Regions from separate parts of the Sus scrofa genome. Here region 1 is linked to region 2. A link is a contact called in public HiChIP or PLAC-seq data. All regions are on one chromosome and are shown on one strand. The core of a region is the stretch at or near the end of the contact, and the rest is flanking DNA. Distances in the headings are between cores, read along the strand shown.

What was found. HiChIP or PLAC-seq counts read pairs in DNA pulled down with a chosen protein or histone mark.
Region 1: a contact with region 2 is called in an H3K27ac HiChIP or PLAC-seq map of skeletal muscle. The contact joins two enhancer-like sites. A contact is called at or near these places in 2 of 5 promoter capture datasets (fetal liver and liver), 25 of 47 Hi-C or Micro-C datasets (adipocytes, alveolar macrophages, blood and 16 more) and 2 of 2 datasets of contacts at active chromatin or transcription factors (alveolar macrophages and skeletal muscle).

The regions. Positions count from the first base shown.
Region 1 is chr4:78,136,532-78,141,659 of Sscrofa11.1, forward strand. It overlaps PCMTD1 (protein-L-isoaspartate O-methyltransferase domain-containing protein 1), which reads left to right. Exons shown (of 6, transcript XM_021089409.1): 3 at 2,855-2,957. Among named protein-coding and RNA genes, the nearest start is that of PCMTD1, 40 kb to the left of the region's middle. Within about 2 kb of position 2,245, at least 10 of the 83 cell types and tissues checked have an H3K27ac peak or open chromatin away from gene starts, as enhancers often do. A contact at or near this core is called in skeletal muscle, where this site is marked.
Region 2 is chr4:78,056,738-78,061,429 of Sscrofa11.1, forward strand. No RefSeq gene overlaps it. Among named protein-coding and RNA genes, the nearest start is that of PCMTD1, 40 kb to the right of the region's middle. Within about 2 kb of position 2,199, at least 6 of the 83 cell types and tissues checked have an H3K27ac peak or open chromatin away from gene starts, as enhancers often do. A contact at or near this core is called in skeletal muscle, where this site is marked.

The sequences.
Region 1 (5,128 bases), core at 995-3,494, 80 kb after region 2:
TTTTTTATGAAGTACTTCTTGCTTGTGCTGTGTTCTGTGGTTTAGCTTTCCACACAGTATTGAAGGCACCCAGTGTCCTGGGCTCTGTGCAGCTCTCAGGCTCCCAGTCAGTACAGGCAGCCTTCCTCTGCACACCACTTGTGGTCACTTTCCTGGCGCTTCAGAGAGGGGAGAGGAGTGCTGGGTGTCACATGGGCTCAGCAGAGATGTAGATAAGAAATGTAGGTATTGATTGGCACTTGATAACCTACCTAATGATCGTTGACCTGTATGTATAAGCTCTGATTATTGACTAACTGGAAATGATAGAATCAACTACCTCTAAAGAAAAGCAAATCTCTGGATTTTATTATATGGAATTTTATTTTATTTGTTATTGCTCCTAATAAATAGGCTTTTGCCAGCCTTAAAACTCATTTGTGGAGTTCCTGTTGTGGCTCAGTGGTCAACAAACCAGACTAGTTCCATCCCTGGCCCCACCTCAGTGGGTTAATAATCTGGCGTTGCCATGAGCTGTGATGTAGGTTGCAGACATGGCTGTAGCATAGGCCAGCAGCTGCAGCTCTGATTCAGCTCCTAGCCTGGGAACTTCCACATGCTGTAGGCGCGGCCCTAAAAAGACAAAAAAAAAAAAAAAAAAAAACCCGCAAAAAAAACACCTCATTTCTAATCTTACATAGGATACCTAGATTTTTCTACTAATTGTATTTGTTACAATAAACTTTTGACTTCTATATAATTTTCTGTTTTCTCGCTAATATTTAGCTGTTAAATATGACCAACTGTTAATAGCTTGATTTTTAAAAATCTGTATGATGAAAAGCTTTTATTATTTCATAGAATAATCTCTTCAGGCACATACAAAATAATCGGAGTCTATTTGGTAGTCACATTCAGGCTTCGTCTGTTAAATGGTATTAGGAAGTCTCAGCTCCTTTTGGATGCTGTTTCTGGTTTTTCCAGTGACAGCTTGTGACATTTTGCTAGAATTGTCTTATGTTATTATTTATTTTTTAAAAATTCCTTTTGACTAGCTCATTTTTTGGTTAAGAAAGTTACACATGCTTATGTTAAGACACACTTTGGACAGAAAGGTTGTCATGGTGAAAATGTTTTCTTCCCACCCCAGACCTCTCGGTCTCCTTCCTTGGAAGCAGCTGTGTGTACTTTTTAAATTTTCCGTATTTTATTTTTTCTTCTATTTAATGCAGGTGTCAAATGAGTTGTAGTGAAGAGCTTCAAACTCTGTTTTTATCATATGCTTTCTGTGTTCTAGTTGTATATCATTTCCTAAATAAATGAGATGTTGGTCAAGTTGCCATTTAAGTTCTATCTTCTATTAATGCATTCTTCTTGATTATTTTCAGTATATTGATTGCTCTTCAGTTTATTAATGATAATTAAGGACATTATCTCCATGTTATTTTTTATATTTTTTTGTCTTTTTAGGGTCACACCTGTGGCATATGGAGGTTCTCAGGCTAGGGGTCTGATCGGAGCCGTAGCTGCCAAGCCTACGCCAGAGCCACAGCAATGCCAGTTCTGAGCCACGTCTTCGACCTACACCTCCGCTCACGGCAACACTGGATCCTTAACCCACTGAGCAAGGCCGGGGATCGAATCCACAACCTCGTGGTTCCCAGTTGAATTTGTTAACCACTGAGCCACGATGGGAATTCCCAACTGCCTTTTTATTTAGTCTTTTTATCTGAATACATTTTTCAAGTAGAATCAGTTTATTTTAAAAAATACTAATCACATGCAATAGAAATATAGTAGGTTAAAGCATTATCTTTATCTGCTTTTGGCTTGATCTTCATTTTGGTTTAATTTTTATAGTTAGGTAGTTCCTAGATTATATACCAACCAGTATTTTCATGTGTTCCCTGTACATTCAAGAACGTCGATTGAGGGCTGTGATTTTTTTTGTTAGAAAGTTTTTAGAGGTTGGTAGAACTTGGTATATAAGTTGTATTTTTAATAGCATTCATGAAAAGTAGAGGGCACATCCAATTAAGTTGTTCCTAAGATACATACCAGTTACAGAAAATCTCTCTCTCTCACACACACAGACATACACACAGTTTTTCCTGGGAGACCAATCTCACAGTAAGACAAAAATAGAAGGAAAATGTAGAGTGGAAAATCTGACTGACTCAGTTTCAGAAGTTTGAGAGGAATGAGATAACTAGATAAGGTGGTGTGTTACTGTCACGTGGTCTTGGCAGGCACGATACACAGTAGCCATAGGAAACGGGAGTCCTGTTGGGCATGTACTTGGCCAGTACCACGGTGGGAAAAGGAGCCGTCCCAGGATCATCTCCCCTCTTCCTCATTCCTGGAATGTTGCTCATCTTGCCTTGTGCACAGAGAAGTAGAAAGTGTGAAGTTGGCTGGACAGGAGAGTAAAACCAGTTGTGCCTGGTCATCACACTCCGCTGGACAGTTGGAGCTCCAAAAGGCAGAGGAGGGCTCAGCCCTGAGGAGTTTGGCATTTTCTGGGGAGTGGGGTGCTGTGAGAGATTTATATCATAACCTATGTCAGCCTATGGTTTAAGACATTTTACAACTACCAAATAATACACGAAAATATAGTAGTAGATAACTTAAACTTGAGATAGAAGAGTGATTATTTCTTTGGCAGTATTGTGCTGGCAGGTAAGTTACACCCTTGGGAGAACATTTTTTTTAAAAAGCAATGTGAGTAGGTTTCCATGTAGCTTTTAAAATCTGTGGCTAGCAGATATTCATATATTTCAAGCCTTCTTTAAATGCTCCTGTGATAGATAATTAAAAGAGCTCTGTAAAGACATACTTAACATTTTTTTTATAAATGGTACTGCTACGATTGCAGGTCCTTTTGGAATAAATCATGGGATTGAGCTTCATTCAGATGTGGTGGAATATGCCAAGGAGAAACTGGAGAGCTTCATCAAAAATAGTGATAGCTTTGATAAGTAAGTATTCCCACCCGTAGTTTTGCTTTGAAAGCCCTTGATAAGTGCATACATGTGACATGTCTGTTCCTCACTACTGTTCATTCATTGATGCTGAATCATGCAATTGAATACACAAATCAGTGTGGTGTACAATTAGAGAAAAAATTGAGTAGAAAATTTATTCTCTTGTAATTTTTACTCTGTAAGTATATGGTAAATTAATAAATGAAGTAGCTTCTGTGTTTTAATCATGTGCTGCTGTCACTTTATTAGTGGGACAGTGTTTGTTCATTAAACATTACTCAGGTACCTTTTCTTAAGATGGTATGTAAAGATTGGCATTAGAATACTTTTGGGGAGCTTTTTGTACCTTTGGGATAATAATTTAATAGTTTGCCCTCTTTATTTGTAGCATAAGGGTGATACCTGTTAGCATGCAGAGGATTTTCTTAAAGACATTCAGTTACTTAGTAATAGATCCAGAGGAAGTTATCATAGAAATATATGGGTATGTCTTGTGAGGGCCATGCTGGAGAAGTTTGTTTATAAAACCATTGTTTGGAACTCATTCTTTCCCTTAGAAGAAATACCTGCACAGGCTTTGGTCCTTGAGCTGGCAGGGACGTCCGTTGGGTACATAATGTCCCTAAAATTCAGCAGTGATAATACTGTGGAGGAGGGGCTTCTGCTAAAGGCTGTGAACTCTTGTCAAACTGTGGAAGGTTTGGAAGGCATGTTCCTTTCTCAACTAGTCTTTTCAGAGAGAGAAAAGTTTAAAAAGGGCAGTAATCAAGCTTAGAACTTAGTCACTTTATTGACATTTCAGTGTTGAACCATCCCGAGTTGTGGCTCAGTTTGTTGGGTGTGGGCCTCCCTCACGCATCTCTGGCCTGGCCTCGGAGTGAGGAACAGGGTTGGGGGGTGGTTAGGAGGGATAAGGGGTGGTGGTGGGGGCATGGATTCCAGCTTTTCTTTTTTTTCTTTTTTCTTTTTTTTTCTTTTTAGGGCTGCACTCGGCATGTGGAAGTCCCCAGCCTTGGGGTTGAATAGGAGCTACAGCCACCATCCTACACCACAGCTACAGCAATGTGGGATCCAAGCTACTTCTGTGACCTACACCACAGCTCACAGCAACACCAGATCCTTAACCCACTGAGCCCGAATCCTCATGGATCCTAGTCAGGTTTCGTCACCACTGCACCCCAGCAGGAACTCTGCTGAGGCCTTTTTCTAGAGTCAGTGCCAAGAAGGAAGCAGGAAGGGCCTGGGTTTCTCCCCTCTCTCCCCCTTCTCTGCCCTTTAGCCGCTTCCCTGGCCCCTTTCTTTCCGGCCTCTCTTCGTGGCCAATATGTTTGTGTTCTCAGCAAGTGGACCTGGTGGGTGGGAGAGCAGAACACTGAGCTACAGCCGAGAGAAAGTGAAGTCCCGTGTCTGCCTGTGTGCGTGTGACTGGGTGTTACACACCTCAGCTAGGCCGGGGGAGTTGGATGTTCTCAGCTTTATTTTGTTCTAGAATCAACTCAGTGGATTTGAGCAGCCTGTGTGCTGAACAGCATCCTTGGTCTTATTTGTGCTGTCCTTATAAGTCACTAACATTTATTTTACATTTTTAATGATTTTTCAAATGCTTACTGTGTTGGTTCATATTGTTTTCAAGAATAACATGGTATTTGACAGAAATGAAATAATTTTAGTTAAGAGAAAATTGGGATTCAGTTGTAGTATCCTTTTGTGTCTTCATCATTTGTCTCATGGTGTGTTATGGTAAGTGCTTAAGGTGTGGGTTGAATATTTCTTATGCTGTTTATCAGAATTTTGGAGTTTTGTGGAATTTATTGAATTGCTGTTTTTAAGTATTTTGATATTGAAACAATGTACACATAAGACCTTTTATATACAATTAACTTAGAAAATTTGAAAGTAATATCGGTAAGAGCAAATGTTTAAGGTCTACTTTAAGAACTATTATGTATTAGATAATAATACATATCATATTTTAACACAAAGATATAGATGATTAGTTTTGAATCATTAATCAGGCAGAACAAGTTCAAGGAAGAACTTTGAATCATTGAGCATCTCTCTCTTTTTTGGGGGGGGGGCTTCACTTGCTGCATGTGGAAGTTCCTGAGCCAGGTATCGGACCCCCGCCACAGCAGTGACCTCGGCATTTTTATGTTATTTGGTTT
Region 2 (4,692 bases), core at 949-3,448:
AGACTTTAAATCAGCTGATGTGGATGTCAGAGAACGAAAGGATGTTGCTTCTTTTCTTTCTTTCTTTCTTTCTTCCTCTTTTTTTTTTTTTTTTTTTTTTTTGGTCTGAGGGCTACCTGCAGCATATGGAAGTTCCCAGGCTAGGGGTCAAATGGGAGCTGCAGGTGCTGGCCTATACCACAGCCACAGCAATGCCAGATCTGAGCCCCGTCTTCGACATATACCACAGCTAACGGCAATGCTGGATCCTTAACGCACTGAGCGAGGCCAGGGACGGAACTTGATTCTTCATGGATACCAGTCAGGTTCATTACCACTGAGCCACAAAGGGAATGCCAAGGATATAATTTCTAAAAAAATCACATATGATAATGTGGCCTTTCCAACATGGGAAGATAGCAGTAGAGAGGCATTGTGGAAAAGGACTGAATAGAAATTCTGGAGCTAAAAACTATGAAAACTGATGTGAAAATTTCACTAGAGGCACTTAGTATGTCTGAATGACAGGGGAAAGCTCACAGAACTTGAACACAATCAAAGGAAATGATCCAGGAGTTCCTGTTGTGGCTTAGTGGTTAACCAATCTGACTAGGAACCATGAGGTTTCAGGTTCGATCCCTGGCCTCACTCACTGGGTTAAGGATCCAGCGTTGCCATGAACTGTGGTGTTTGTCGCAGACGCTGCTCAGATGTGGTGTCGCTGTGGCTGTGGCTGTGGCTGTGGCATAGGCTGGCGGCTATGGCTCCAATTCAACCCCTAGCCTGGGAACCTCCATGTGCTACAGGTATGGCCCTAAAAAGACCAAAAAAAAAAAAAAAAAAAAAAAAAAAAAGATGATCCAGACTGAGGAGGAGGAAGAAAAAGCATGAAGAGGAGCTCCCGCTGTGGCTCAACAGGTTAAGAACCTGACTAGTATCCATGAGGATGCAGGTTGGATCCCTGGCCTCCCTCAGTGGGTTAAGGATCTTGCATTGCTCTGGCTTTGGCTTAGGGCTGGAAAGGCCACTGTGAGTCTTAGATTTGCCAGAACTTTTTTGATGGGAGTGGATCCTGATGGAAACAGAATTAATAGCCTATTTCAATAGCATGGCCCATCTCCAGATGCAGAACACTACCCTGTGAAAGGCAGCACGTGAATGAATTAGAAGACTTGGGATTTACTTATCTAATGAAAAGCACCCCCTGTGAGGTCTAAGTTTCCTGAAATGGGCTGAAATGGGGACCTCTGGGAGACGGCCACACACACCTAGGTCTAAGGCACGTGTATGGGAAGCTTCCTTCCTAACTGCGATCTTACTGTCCTCTCTGCTCTTAATACCAGAGCCGTTTAGCTATCACATCACGGCACCTTGGCAAAGGGGTGAACTTATATTTGGAAAAAGCTCATGTGACAATCCTGTGACATGGAAATATCCTCTGTGTTATCCTGAGAGCTCGCTGGTCCTAAAGGCCACTGAACAGTTGCGATGACCGAGGGCACCGTTTTGGACTCTATTGTCCATGAAAGCTGACAGTCTGTGGCTTCAATGTTTCTGTTAACTTTGTTGCTAAGACCTAAAAAGTCACTGAAATTTCAAATCATAGAGGAACCAGCTGAAATAACTGTGGAAGTAATTGTTGCGTGTCCACTTGAGGCAGAATATTAACTCAGGTAGTCAGGGTAGGAACAAGGGCTCTGACATAGTCTTTTGATATGGCTATTGATTAACATTTGTGGCTGAAGGGCTCCAGGGAGTAACATCTCCACAGGCCTTGTTTTATTATAAGAAATGCGCATTCCCTACAGACTTTGTTTATTATAGAAAATGAGAATCTCTAGCCCACTCCTCAACTGATAAAAAAGGAATGAGAGGGATGGTGAAAGAAAAGGAAAAAAAAAAATCATAGAACTTTCAGGACATTTCCAACTCCAAAAGCCCTATTAGACAAGGACTGATATAGGTAATTGAACAAGGCCAATGGGAGAAAAACCACATCTTTCTGGACCCCACGTTGGTACCCTCCCCACTGTAGGAGGAAACTGTCCCGATAAAAAGGTAGAAAGGAGAGACCCCGGCCATGATGACTAAGCAAAGTCCAGCCAACTGCCCCAAACACCCCTCCCCCACACAGCTGCTTCTGTAAACTTGTTTCCGCATTGACTACCTTGCCTGACCTCACTCCGGTCCAGTCTGACCAGCCAAGCATGGACCCGGAAGAGGGAGCCCATAAAAGTCCTGTGAAAGCCTCTTCGGGGCTCAGACTCCGGACAGCCATCTCCTTCTTCTGAGCCCCCCGACGTAATAAATCTGAGTTCTCCAGCTCTGCGTGTGCTCGCTTGGTTTCTCACCAGGTAGAAGAGCTGATCCACTGCAGCCACACAGAGCTGCTGGAGCTGGTACACTATAGCCACAGGGCTGTCTCCAGAGCTGATAGGCTGTGGCGCAGGGCTGCTGGGCAACTGCCTTAACACCATCTTTAAGGAATAAAAACCCCTATAGGACAATAGAGAAAGGGGGCTCTTCTCCCCCCTCCCAGCTGTCCTGGGAGCTACCTGCTTGCCTTTAATAAAGACTTTGCTTGCTTGCTGCCTGTGTGTTCGTGGAGCTCATTCTTCCACTGCCATGAATAAGAACCTGGATTCCAGTACCATTGTGGGAAGTAACATAATGTCTTTTCTTTTCTTTTCTTTTTTTTTTTTTTTTTGTCTTTTTGCCTTTTCTAGGGCCACTCCCATGGCACATGGAGATTCCCAGGCTAGGGGACAAATTAGAGCTGTAGCTGCCAGCCTACACCAGAGCCACAGCAACGCGGGATCCGAGCCCTGTCTGTGACCTAGACCACAGCTCACGACAACGCTGGATCCTTAACCCACTGAGCAAGGCCTGGGATCGAACCCGCAACCTCATGGTTCCTAGTCGGATTCGTTAACCACTGAGCCACGACGGAAATCTTGGTTACTCCATTTCGGGGAAATGCCTTCCTGTGACCCCCACCCCTCCCCTTTCCCTCTTCTCCCAGTAACAATGTGTTTCAAATTAGCAAACGGGGAAGAGTGTGTGCCCTGACCTGACCAATGGGAAGGGGACAGGTAAATCACCTGCTTTAGGGATAAATAGGGGAGGGTCCTTTGTTCGGCGTGCACACTTTTTGGAGTGCCCGCACCCTTCTGCAGAAGTAAAGAGCCTTGTCGAGGTTTCTCCTAGTCCAGGTGTCTCACTTTCTGACACTGACGACCCGAGCCAGAGTTATTGTAATTTCCAACACCATCTTTCCGGTATCACACTCATTATTTGAGTGAGGACTTTTCTTACCTAGTTGTCTTGTTTGTCATAAAGCCATGGTTAACCAAACCAAACTTCATTGTTGGCTATGAGTGTAAAACACCGCGACCTCTCCAGGCTCCCCAGTTACAGGGGAACATGAACATCTCTGACCTCCAAGCTTCTCCAGGGAGAGGGTGGGCCAGTCCCCTGCCCTCAGGCAGACACTGCTGACCTGTCCAGAGGGTCCCGGTGGCACCTTCAGCTGTTCTGAAGCATGGTCAGCAGAAAGGCTTGGTGCTAAGACAACACTGGAGGCACATTAGCGTATCCAAGCTCAGAGAGGACCAGGGCAAGGTAAGGTGTCGCTGGAAGCAGTTCCCACTTGGTGAGGAGAGTGACAGATTCTAAGCATTTGTGTTATTCTAACCCCCCCTCATGATTGCTTGTCATTTTCTTTCTGGGGGTGAGAGACGCTTGCTAGATTCCCGTCCGCTTTCTCCTGCCTTCCGAGCAGCTGCAGGAGGAAATTACAGCTGATGTTTCACTTTAAATTCATGACGCAGAGCTGAGCCTTGTTGTTCTGCACGAAGTAGCTACTACCCCCGCCCCCAGCACCCAGGCACCCGCACCCAATGTTGTTCCCTTTTCTCATCCACATATTTGTTCCCCTGAGGCTCCAGATACCGTGAACTAGGCAGCCTCCTCCGCCTGTGTCTGCAACCTCCACGTCCATGCCTGCCTGGGGCTGCCCGCCTCTCCCCTCTGTGACGGAGGAAAAGATGCTTGTCCTTGTTTGGGGCTGAGTCACGAACACCTCCATGATCGGTGTCTCTGTGGCGCTCTAAGCCCAGCACATCAGAATGGGACTGAATGTCTGTGTCCCCAGGACCATGGCATGTTGACACCTAAGCCCCAGGGGGATAGTGTTTGGAGGTGGGGGATGTAAACAGTCCTACTGGGGAGGGGACCTCTCAAGTTCTTGAGGCTGGACGAATAATGACCTGGCATGGGACAGATGAACAGGAGAAAAAGAGATTTTAATCGTGCACACGGAGGTCTCATAGAAATGGGACCTGAGAAGTGGCCACAGCAGGCAGCCTTTGTGCTGTTTAGACAAAGCAACGCTGGTGGGGAAAGGGCAGGGCACAGGTGCTTGGGTTCTGGTGCCCAACTAGTGAGGAACCTAAACAGAGTTTGGGGGAGCGGCCAATTAAAGAGTCACCAGGGGGGTTCCTGTTGTGGCACATCAGAAACAAATCCGACTAGGATCCATGAGGTTGCAGGTTCAATCCCTGGCCTCACTCAGTGGGTTAACGATCCAGCGTTGCCGTGAGCTGTGGTGTAGGTCAAAGATGAGGCTCAGATCCCACGTTGCTGTGGCTGTGTTGTAGGCCAGAAGCTGTAACTCTGATTCAACCCCTAGCCTGGGAAACTCCATATGCCATG